Linked DNA regions of Sus scrofa: region 2 is linked to region 1. Evidence: chromatin contacts called from public HiChIP or PLAC-seq data. All regions are on one chromosome and are shown on one strand. Each heading gives the region's core, a stretch centred on a gene start, on an enhancer-like site or on the middle of the called end of the contact. The rest is flanking DNA. Distances are from core to core; before and after follow the strand shown.

What was found. HiChIP or PLAC-seq counts read pairs in DNA pulled down with a chosen protein or histone mark.
Region 2: an H3K27ac HiChIP or PLAC-seq map of skeletal muscle shows a contact between it and region 1. The contact joins two enhancer-like sites. A contact is called at or near these places in 3 of 47 Hi-C or Micro-C datasets (embryonic fibroblasts, epiblast stem cells and skeletal muscle) and 1 of 2 datasets of contacts at active chromatin or transcription factors (skeletal muscle).

What each region holds. Positions count from the first base shown.
Region 1 is chr6:146,358,759-146,364,318 of Sscrofa11.1, forward strand. All of the region lies in intron 4 of PDE4B (phosphodiesterase 4B), which reads right to left. The region is part of intron 5 of LOC102162258 (a long non-coding RNA gene); the gene reads left to right. Among named protein-coding and RNA genes, the nearest start is that of SGIP1, 310 kb to the left of the region's middle. Within about 2 kb of position 3,928, at least 14 of the 83 cell types and tissues checked have an H3K27ac peak or open chromatin away from gene starts, as enhancers often do. A contact at or near this core is called in skeletal muscle, where this site is marked.
Region 2 is chr6:146,445,018-146,450,417 of Sscrofa11.1, forward strand. All of the region lies in intron 4 of PDE4B (phosphodiesterase 4B), which reads right to left. Among named protein-coding and RNA genes, the nearest start is that of PDE4B, 270 kb to the right of the region's middle. Within about 2 kb of position 2,889, at least 3 of the 83 cell types and tissues checked have an H3K27ac peak or open chromatin away from gene starts, as enhancers often do. A contact at or near this core is called in skeletal muscle, where this site is marked.

The DNA of each region.
Region 1 (5,560 bases), core at 2,678-5,177:
TCTATTGCCCGGATGATAATCTAATTACAGGGCTCACATTTACTTGGAATGTGAGGTAAGATTCTTAATGTCTGCTAATTTTTAAATACTCATGGTAAAAAAAAAATAAACAAACAAAACTTACTTTGTAATTTAAACCATTGATCAGCACAATACATAAGTTCTGAGACTTTTAGATATGTAGGAAAAATCACTTATGCTCTATCACTCATATAACTAAACTCAGGATGATTCGATATTTAAACTGTTAAATGCTTAAGATGACATAGCTCACAAAATGTATCAAAACATTAAGGCCTCATTGAATCCCTTCCCAGAGGGCACTGGCACTCATTTTAGCAGCTCGACACACAATACGTAATATCATTTTCATAATGTATATGACATTAGAAAACAGGCAGAGTCACAGCAGCAATAAGATAAAAAGATTATATGGCAAGGTAAATTCCAAGCAATGTTCCTTTGAAATAACATTCCTGGAGTTCCTGTTATGACTCAGCAGGTTAAGAATCCAACTAGTATCCATGAGGATGCAGGTTCAATCCCTGGCCTCGCCCAGTGGGTTAAGGATACAGCACTGCACTGCAATCCGGTGTAGGTCACGGATGTGGCTTGGATCTGGTGTTGCTGTGGCTGTGGCTGTGACTTAGGCCAGCAGCTGCAGCTCCGAGTTGACCCCTAGCCTGAGAATTTCCATATGCTGCAGGTGCAGTCATAAAAGAAAGTGAGAAAGGAAGAAAGGAAGGAAGGAAGGAAGGAAAGAAGAAAGGAAAGTAAGAAAGAAAGAAAGAAAGAAAGAAAGAAAGAAAGAAAGAAAGAAAGAAAGAAAGAAAGAAAGAAAGAAAGAGAGAGAGAAAGAGAAAGGAAGGAAGGAAGAAAGAAGGAAATGTATTTTGACTCTGGTTTGAAAGTAAAATGGAAAGCAATTTACCCAATTAAACATACTGAAATGTTTCTATTTTGTTAGAATGAAAATGCACTAAAAAAAAAAAAAATCCCATGCAAACTTTATAATAATGATGTAGCGCTTCATGCGTTGAGCCATATCATGCCCATGTGAAGTGTTACTGCAGTGCCAAAAGAGGGCTGACTTTTAGAAGAAGGGCACTTTTAAGCAAACAGGCTGTGGGACATGTTCTCTTGGTAGAGGACTTTCCAAGTCAGCACTGACTCTTCTTCCATTCAGAACCACTTGTTAGTTCCAGGCCCTTTGTCCTTGGAAAATTATCTCCTCTCCATTTTTCCCTTTATAGAGTAAAAGACCTATGAGATAGGCAGCTTATAAGTCTGTCATACTCTCTTACCTAGAATAGTGCCTGACACATAGTAGGTGCTCAATAAATACTTTCAAACAAATGAATGAATTCCTATAGCCCTACATCCTATTTCCTTAAACTGCACCCTACCCACCCCAAGTCTATGGAAACCCCTAACTGGTACCGTGAGTTCGCTTTTCTATTCTCTCATGTACCTTACACATGGCTGCTTAACCACTTACACTAAGGCACAGATTTAATGGTTTTAGTCCCTATATTAAAGCATTTAAGTGTCTCATTATTACAAACTCCTCTCCCTGGCATTTAAACTCTGCCGATAATGGCCTTAACTGAACTTTCACCAGATCCCAGCCTTCCGTTTCAAAGTAAGATCCTTTGTCTCATTCCTGCCACCTGCTCAGACCACCTTGCCTGTTAGACTCTGTTCCTGCTGGTCCCTCTGCCCACATGGCTGCACCCACCATCTTTATCTTTTGAAATACTACCAGTCCTCCCGGATTTATGTGTTAGCATTTCGTAATGTATATGCTGCATTTACATTAGCATGTGAAGGCTGATTTCATATAAATCCTGAAGGACTTCATTCCAAACGCACTGATCAGACACCATGACTTCGACTTATACACCTATCTTATTCTGCCTTGTAATGTAGGTATATGTGGATCAGTGTCTTAGCCCCAGTATTCTACGTTCCCTAAGGCCAACAACTGTGTCTTACGTAGTTTTACCATAAAGCACCTACCACATGTAGTAAATGGTCAACACCTATCTGTTAAGTTGAAGGAATTCCCAAAGATTGGTCATAATGTGACCTGGGTTCTTGGTCTTCCTTAATCAAGAGAAATTGACAAGAGGCCAGGCAACAAATTCAGGCAAGTCTTTATTGGGGCCCCTGTTGCAGCAAGGGAGAGCAAAAACAAGCAACACATTCCTTTGCTCACTCCCTCCCCAAAGGGGGTGTGGGCTGGTTTTATGGGAGGAGGACAGGGGTGGGTCCATGGTCCTGTCAGAGGGGGGGCTTAGGTGGTCTACCTACTGCTTTGGTGGTCGTGTGTGTAAGGGGCATGTGTAGTGACCTGCTTTTACTCTCCAAACTTCTAGAAGGGGCAGTTGGGTTTTTAGGTTTTTTGCATCTTCCTGACCATAATTTACCCCAACTACACATGTGTGCAGTTATTTTTAGTCCCTTATAATTTCTTTGTATTTTGTTGTCTGAGGAGACGTTTATCTAGGTGCAAACTTTGCAGCCATTGCAGCAAAGGGTCCCAGGTCTCAGCCTGTCTCAATAAGATAAAAAAAAACTACTACCTCCTTGAACATACAGTAAAGAAAGCAGAGGGTGGAGGTAGCGTTCCAAAAATATGGACTGGAATCTGAGCCCTGCCTTTTACAAGATGAGTACCTCAGGCAGGATCTGTAAAGTGATGACAATTACATTATGAACCTCACAGGGTTGTCTGTCAGACTTCAAGTGAAAAAATGAAAGGGATGTTTTATGAACTTCAGATGTTATAAAGATTCAGCTCTTTTCCAATCGTGTGCCATGTAGCTTGTTGGCTCAATAAGAAATGGAAGCTACCCAATCATGGTGAGTCTTTCCCTGCCAGGCCTGCTGGAGCATGAGGCCAGGGTATGCATATGAAGGGTAAAGGAGGCATTCTCCTTCTGCCAGCAGTTCCAGTGGCCAGCAGAGGAAAAAAAAATTAGAAGTTCCTGTCGTGGCTCAGTGGAAATGAATCTGACTGGCATCCATGAGGATGCAGGTTCGATCCCTGGCCTCGCTCAGTGGGTTAAAGATCCGGCATTGCCATGAGCCGTGGTGTAGGTCACAGATGTGGTTCGGATCCTGTGTTGCTGTGGCTGTGGTGTAGGCCGGCAGCTGTAGCTCCTATTCAACCTCTAGCCTGGGAACCTTCATATGTCATGGGTGCAGCCCTAAAAAGGCAAAAAGAAAGAAAGAAAGAAAGAAAAATCAGTATTTGGACACATATTTTAAGAAAAATTTCCCTGCTACAGCACGTAGAAAAGATTTCCTATAAGTTATTTTGAGGCTGAGCGTTTATCATATACTTAATGTATAATGTATTAAGCTGACAAAGCAGCTTTAAAAAAAGAAAAACATTGCCAAATGGTTTTTTTTTTTTTCCCTCCTCTGCTTCCTCCTGTGTATTTTCTCTCTGCTAAATTCATTAAAAAAAAAAAAAATACAACTGTGAGAGTTTGTCATCTTCCTTGGAAAATACTGTAACTCCGCTCATTGGGTGCCCTTCACTTAGAGCTCAGCACAAAAGGCTGCGTGTGAAGAGAGAGGAGGAAATGGGTGCCTGGTTAGACCAGCCCTGCCCCCAGGGAAAGCCAGTTCCCTTGTCACTTTCTCCTTCAGATATTCCTGGTGTGACAGACAAGCTGCATGCAGGTTATGTTATCTGAGTACCCTGGACAAATGTGGCCCATTGAGACATAATCTGCTTTTAGAAGGGCTTATGCAACTCACATTCCTTGTCTGAGGCTTTCCCACATTTCTGGATAGCCACTGACATTTTAATAATTTTTTTAAGTGCAGGGAGGCAGAAAAAGTCTGCCTATGATCCGAGAAAATATAACAGCTACCTCTCTGGAGTGAGGGCTGGCTTATGAATCAGTGTTTTTCTGTTTCTTCATTTCATTTCTGTGCAGGTTTACTAGACACTCTGGACTGGTTTGAAACCTCTCAATGACGTCAATGGGACAGAGAAATTGGAGCAGCGGAGACAGCTGCAATGCACCAAGTCTACTGAGGTTTTATTCTTTTCTCCCAGGGTGACATCTGAGACAGATATTATCAATCAAGCCCTCCTGGCTCAGTACCAAATCAAAGACACTTTATCATTCAAAGCAGTAAAAAGCTGCAATTAGCTGATCTGCTTGGCTCTTTCCCTAGGAATATCTTGTTCATGACAATTAATAATGCAATTAAAGCTAAATTAAACAAGAGAATGCTTACTAAAATATTTAATTTAAATATGGGAGTTCTTCCCTTTAGTGGTTCAATTATTAGATCATTAAAGATGACTCTCTACATAGATTTTGTATAAAAAATTCCAAACAATCAAATGATTACCTCTTTTGAAAACACTCCTAAAAGCCCAATGATAAGCTTTAGCCAGTTTCCAAAATGTCCAACGTCTAGGGGCAAAAAAAAAAAAAAAAAAAAAAAAAAAAGGTACATATAGCAAAGCTTTACCATCGTTTAGAAAAAACAAACAACAACAACAGTAAAAACTGGGACAACTGACAGGGAGGAAACCAGTGCTCTGCGAATTAACGTTTCTTTCAAAAACATTCAAAATAAACCCCAAAAGAAGAAAACAGAGCCAACCGCTTTTTTGTTTGTTAAGCACAACATATTATTTACTGACTTTTCAAGCGTCTCTTCTTAGCAATAATTTTCCTTGCCTGAGTATATAACGGCGTATTGAAATCTGAAAAAAATACAGCACTTAATCTAATTATATAGTTTTAAAGGTCTGCATTCGTTAAACTACATACGTTAAACCACTAAGGACATCCAAGGTTAATCTTAGCAAATCTAACTAATAAATATCCTGAGAACAGATTTTTTTGTTTTCAAAGTTACCTAGAAGGACTAGGCACAGAACCCTCACCAGGAAGAAAAATACAAAACTGGCTGCTCTCTGGCTCTCCTTGCTGTTTGCTGGTGTTTGTTGGCAAACAATGCTGGTGATAAAAATAAGTGCAAAGTGAACGAGAGAGAAAATTGGGGGTGAAAATCAGGGAGAAAATACTAATGTCATTCTCAAGGTGATGTAGCCAAACGGGATGGGATTCAGAGCCATTGAGTCTAGAAAGTCAAACCGGCCCAAACCAAGAAATGCAGAAAACAGTACTCTTTAGTAACTGCCTATTATCCAGGGAGCATCAGCCTTAGTATATTAGGTCATATTACAAATGCTGTATATTACTCTGTCTTAAAACAGATTCCAAAACTAGGAAAGGCCATGATGCAGGAGACTTACTATTTTAATGAGGAATACAAAAGGGAACATGTGTTTGGGTCAACTCTAAAGGTCTGGGTTAGCTAGAATAACAAATGTCTTCCCAATCAGTCATGTTTACCCAAGAATAAAGTACCAAAAGTGTTCTTCATTGTTTAGATTTAAAAAAGAAAAGTTTCTTTTCTCCACCTTCTTTCATCCATTTAGCTGTGAAACAGGCAATAAATCACAGCTAAAGCTACCAAAATATCTTGTATATTCTTTACAAAGCTGAGCTTCCTCACTGGT
Region 2 (5,400 bases), core at 1,639-4,138, 85 kb after region 1:
AAATAGACTTGTATTTAAAGTACTTTATATACCCTGTCTCTGATCTTCATTGAGCTCTGGCAACCTCAGATCATTCTTTTCATCCAAAAATGAAGAATGAGAGGTATGTTAACTCACAGCTCAGAGAAGGTATGTTAACTTGCTTAGAGTTAGTTAATTAGTGACAGAGCCAAGACTTGCACCCATGTCTAGTTAGCTATAAGTCAGATTGGTTAGTTTTATGCTTTGAGAATAACAAGCTCAGTGACTTAATACAGGATTTTTTTTTTTTTTTTTTACTCACTCAAACTACCTATTTAAGTGGGTCCTGTGGGGGACTCTGCTTGTTACAGTCACTTAGAAACCCTGGTGGATGAGGGTTCGTGTCTCTAAGGTTGCAGAGGCAGGAAAAGGGGAGTGTGGTGATTTGGAAACTACCCCTTAACAACTTCTGCCTAGAAATGACAAGGTCCACTTACTCACATTTCTGGAGCTAAAAGCTGGTCACAGAGCTAAATCTATCTGGTGGGGGCAGGGGGAGGCAAAGGGTTTAAGCCTACTACTCCAGACAGAAGAAAAGAACTGGAACATTCGTGAAAAGCTCTGGTGATTTCTACGCCTCTAAGTTCTCTCCACTTCATCTTATTAAAGACTCAGTAGAATGACACTGAGAAAAAAAGAAAAATGGAGAGGTCTCACCTTCATTTAAGGTGAAAAATACAGAACTACAAGTACAGCATAGAGTCGATCTGATACAGCAGCAGAAGGTATAAAAACACTGAAGACTTATGAGAGTAGAACATCTCAATGAACTTAGGGAATAAAGTTGCATAAATAGGTTTATTACTAGCATTACGAAATCATGATTCAGGCTGGCCAATAGTAAGTCCCCACATTTTCAATCTAAGTCTCCCGTCAAAACTTTTTTCCTGAGCTCCTGGCCTCTTCATCTAACTGAATACTAGACATCTGCACTTGGGTGACTAAAGTACTCAGAACTCATCATTCCAAAAGTGAACTTATTAATTTTCTATCCTTAAAATATAACTCAGGGATATTCTTGCAATTGCAACTGACACAGCTCTAGCCAAGGCCCCAAGTTAGAAACCTCAGATTCATGGTGTTCTCTTCTCTCTTCTCCTCTCCGCTTCAGACAGCTGACTACCAAGTTCACTTGATCTTTGCTCAGCAACACCCCCCCCCCCGGCCTAAATTGTAGTTCCCCTCAGCTATTTTCAGAGCTATTGCCACAGCCTCTTACCTGATCTCCCTACCTTCAGTCTGGTCTGCTCCAAATCATTATGCATCCTTCTGCTAGAGTAATCTTTCTAAGATGTGTCTTAAAATCTGGTTTCCCTACTTAAAAGCTGTTGACTGGCCTTATAACACCCATTGAAAAAAGTTCAAGCCCAATTGTGTGAAACTCACAATTTGGGTCGTGTATTTCTAGCTTCATCTTCTGCCCTTCAACCCACGCTTCATAAGCATAAAGCTACCAGTCATTCAAACAGTCTACCATTCCATGACTCTGTGCCGTTGTCTGTGTAGGTCTCTCCCTGCATGAGCACTTGCCCCTTTACAATTTGGTGAATTTCCATTTGACTTTTTTAAGCTCCAACTCAAATATCACTTTTCTCAATTACACTTCTCTCTTGAAACACTTCTATTATTATCCTTATCACACTATATTGGAATTATTCCTTTACAAGTCTATCTCCTCTGCCAGACTACATGCTCGGGTAGGAATTAATTGTCCTAGAACTTAACATCAGCCCTAAAGTTTTGAAAGAATTGGGATAGAGATGAGCTGGAGAATGAAACGCTAATTGGATGGAACTAATGGTGAGGTTTGCAAACAGTACTTCTGAGTTAAAAATTTTAGAAGCTAAGTAAATTGTGAGACTGTCATTGGCAAAATAAAGAATTAAGATATAAAAAGTAAAAGGTGATTATCAGCAGTATTAGTAAATAAAATGTTACTGACACTTTTACTAATTAGAATTCTTTAATGATTAGTGACGTAAGAACATAAACTTAAGGGTAAGGGATATCAGGAAGCAGAGAATGGTTCTAAAAGAAGGTCACAGTGAACTACTGGCCTTGGTCAGGTGGCTTTCAAACTCTGCTGATCCTTTTCAAGACAACACCTACCAAACCCTTTTATGAAAATCTCAGGTAGCAAAGAGCCCCAAATATTAACATCACACCTGACTGCATGCTCTCTGAAGAATTTTAATTTAGCACAAGGGAAAGTGTTTCCCTTGAGAGCTATTCTGGCATTTTATACCCACTTATTGCAACTGATAATAAGTGCAACATGCTTTTAATAAAACACTCCATAAACGTGGGAGGGGTGTGTTTCATTACCCTGGTGATAATTCTGCTTGTTTCCCTTCAGAGAAGAGAGGCTCTGAACCCCGCTGAGCTGATAAAATAGGCTCGATGAATCCCTATAGCGAGAGTAACATTAGCAGTGGGATTGCACAGATTTCCTATCGCCAAAGCCTGGGTAGCATTTCATTACTGAAGTTGTCTGATTGCTTTGGTTCAAACCTTTCCCCCAAATCCTTTCGTTCTCTATTTAAAATCACTACAACAAACACATGAAACAATAACACAACAAGTAGCAGCGTGGGCTGAGGCCCTCATCACAAACAACAGCTGCACAAACTTGCAGTCAAAACACTTATTTTTGAGGGTAACACAAACAAAGCCTACCATGATTCCCCCTAACCTGTCAAGACCAAGAGCAGTGAGCACTGCATGCCCTGGATCTTTGTGCTTATGCTGGTAAAATGTATCCAGAATCCAGGAGAAATTTCTGAAATCAGAGTGCCCAGCCATTCTGCTTATTATGGAAACCTATCGTTCTGTATTCATTTGCTGCCAAGTTATTATTTCCTTGGCTGCATGTAGAGCCACTCTAGATTTCCCTTCTCCCAAAATAGAACTTCTCAGATGCTCTTAGAGCTGCTTCATATGAAAGTAAATGGCAGGAAGTGCTTCTAGCTCATATAAAACTTCTCCATTCATTAAATTTGTACCTTCTCCCATTATTAAAAGACTTTCTTAATTTCCCTGTCTGTACTTCTCTCATAAAAATCCTTTTTTTAAATTCAATGACTTGTTCCAAAGCACTTCATCATTCTATGTTTCATAAAAATTTAATGGTATCTAATCTTCTAAGTCCCATTAAAATGGCCTATGTCTAATGTCAGGTCCAAATCAGCCTAAGAGTAGACTTATGCCTGAAGCCTGTAGGTTCTCGCCTACTTGGTCCCTAAATCAATGGCTCTCAAATTTTAACCTACATGATAATCACTTGGGAGTTGTAAAATATGCAGCTACCGGAGATCTGTGCCAGAGCTACTGACTCAGTAAGTCCCGGATGGGCCATGATGGTGTATGCTGACAAACACCTCCAGGTGATTCAGTCCCACACACTGAGAACCACCCAATGAGAACAAAGAGAACAAATGAGAACACAGCCCTGGCACAGGTATGTTTGCAGCCCCATCTTCACCAACCCTAAGATTTGGTATATCCTGGTTTGAGTCAGTACACCCAGAAATCTATCAAGCTAATCCCACATTCTCCACCATTTTGGCCCTAACTCTGTGTGCATGGCAGGGCTAACCTAGGATTCTTGATTAGTCCTTGTTAAGAACTGGACCTAGAATCTCAGCAAAATTTTCTGGGGCTATGACACTCCACCTAATTTGCATCAGGGAGAATCCTGCTCCAAATGTCTACCAAATCCAGAGAGAGTCCCCAGCAGGATGAAGGCACCACCCTATATCTGAAAAAAGAGTGGAAAAACTGGTGAGGTCTACCATATCTGATTCCACTGGAGCCATGCCATCCCTCAACTCCTATATGTGAGTCTCCAGATGTCTACAGTATTTATGAGGTGACTGGGGGGTAAAACCACAATGTTTGCCCTGCCCCCACGTGAGATTTTTTTCTTACTATATTTTACTTTGTTGCTAATGATGTCACTGGCTAGACTCAGAGTCATTATAAGAAAGATTCCTATGAAACTCTTTATTGTAACTACTGTAATGATGTTGGCAAGGATGTTGTTCACTAATTTACCCAATTTCCTCTTAATTTCTCCTTGGGGAGAAATTAGTGTCTGCTCTTGATACCAAAAATAGATTTACCGCTCATGAGCAATTGATTTGTCTTTTATCTCATGGGCACTGAATTTTATAAGAGAGAAGGCTTCTGTTTTTGCCTTTGACTGCTAGGAAGCAGAGTCTACCTCTAGTATCAGGCTATATGTTTTAAGTCACATTCCCAGCAACACTGACCCCAGTATGAATTTTCTATTTTCTTTCATTCAAATATTCTCTTGTTCTATTTCTCGTATCTCTTGTAGGATGCCTTAATTTTTTTAATGGAATGAAATAGAACTGACGCCTTCCTGTCTTGCCCATCTGGACCTAAGACAACAAGATAACTCAAATGCTAAGGATGACAAATGCTCCTATCAATAAGCATGTATTATATATCTGCCTGATGCTCAGAAAAACTGCAACTCATCTGAAGGATTATAAAGTAAGACAAAGTGCTTGCCCTTAAGGTACTGACAGTGCAGCTGGGGAAAGAAGCCTGGAACACACAGAACCAGAGAACAAAGTGCAAGCGGAAAATGTTAGGAACAAGGTGGTACTGATGGTTAATATTGCAAGAGTTCAGGGATGAAGGAAATCTGACGGCAAGAAGAATTAGGCATTTTCCAAAAGAAATCGGACTTGAACTAGCACCTAGGTTATAGAGAGAATTTAAGATTTTAGGTTAATAGGAGTTCCCGTCGTGGAGCAGTGGTTAACGAATCCAACTAGGAACCATGAGGTTGCGGGTTCAGTCCCTGCCCTTGCTCAGTGGGTTAAGGATCCAGCGTTGCCGTGAGCTGTGGTGTAGGTTGCAGACGCGGCTCGGATCCTGCGTTGCTGTGGCTCTGGCGTAGGCCAGTGGCTACAGCTCCGATTGGACCCCTAGCCTGGGAACCTCCATATGCCACGGGAGCAGCCCAAAGAAATAGCAAAAAGACCAAAAAAAAAAAAAAAAAGATTTTAGGTTAATAGAACAGAAGGAGGAACATTCTGGGCCAAATGAAGTATGGCATCTGGAGTAGAGGACGGAATGGAGAGTATAGTGCAGAGCACAGCAAGGAGTACAGGCACAATGAACAGAAGAGAAAGTTGAGGTGAAACAGACATAAACTTGGGTCCTGGCTTGACATAGCTAAAGCCCTTTGCCTCTCAGACTCCTTCTCCTGATTTGTAAATCAGGATAGTGTAGTCTATGACGAGTCGCACTTTGATAAAAAATAAATAAAGATAAATTGTAACACAGCTCTACAGTGCCTAGCACATGATAAGCACTGAAACTTGGCCATTTCCAATGATGAGAAGT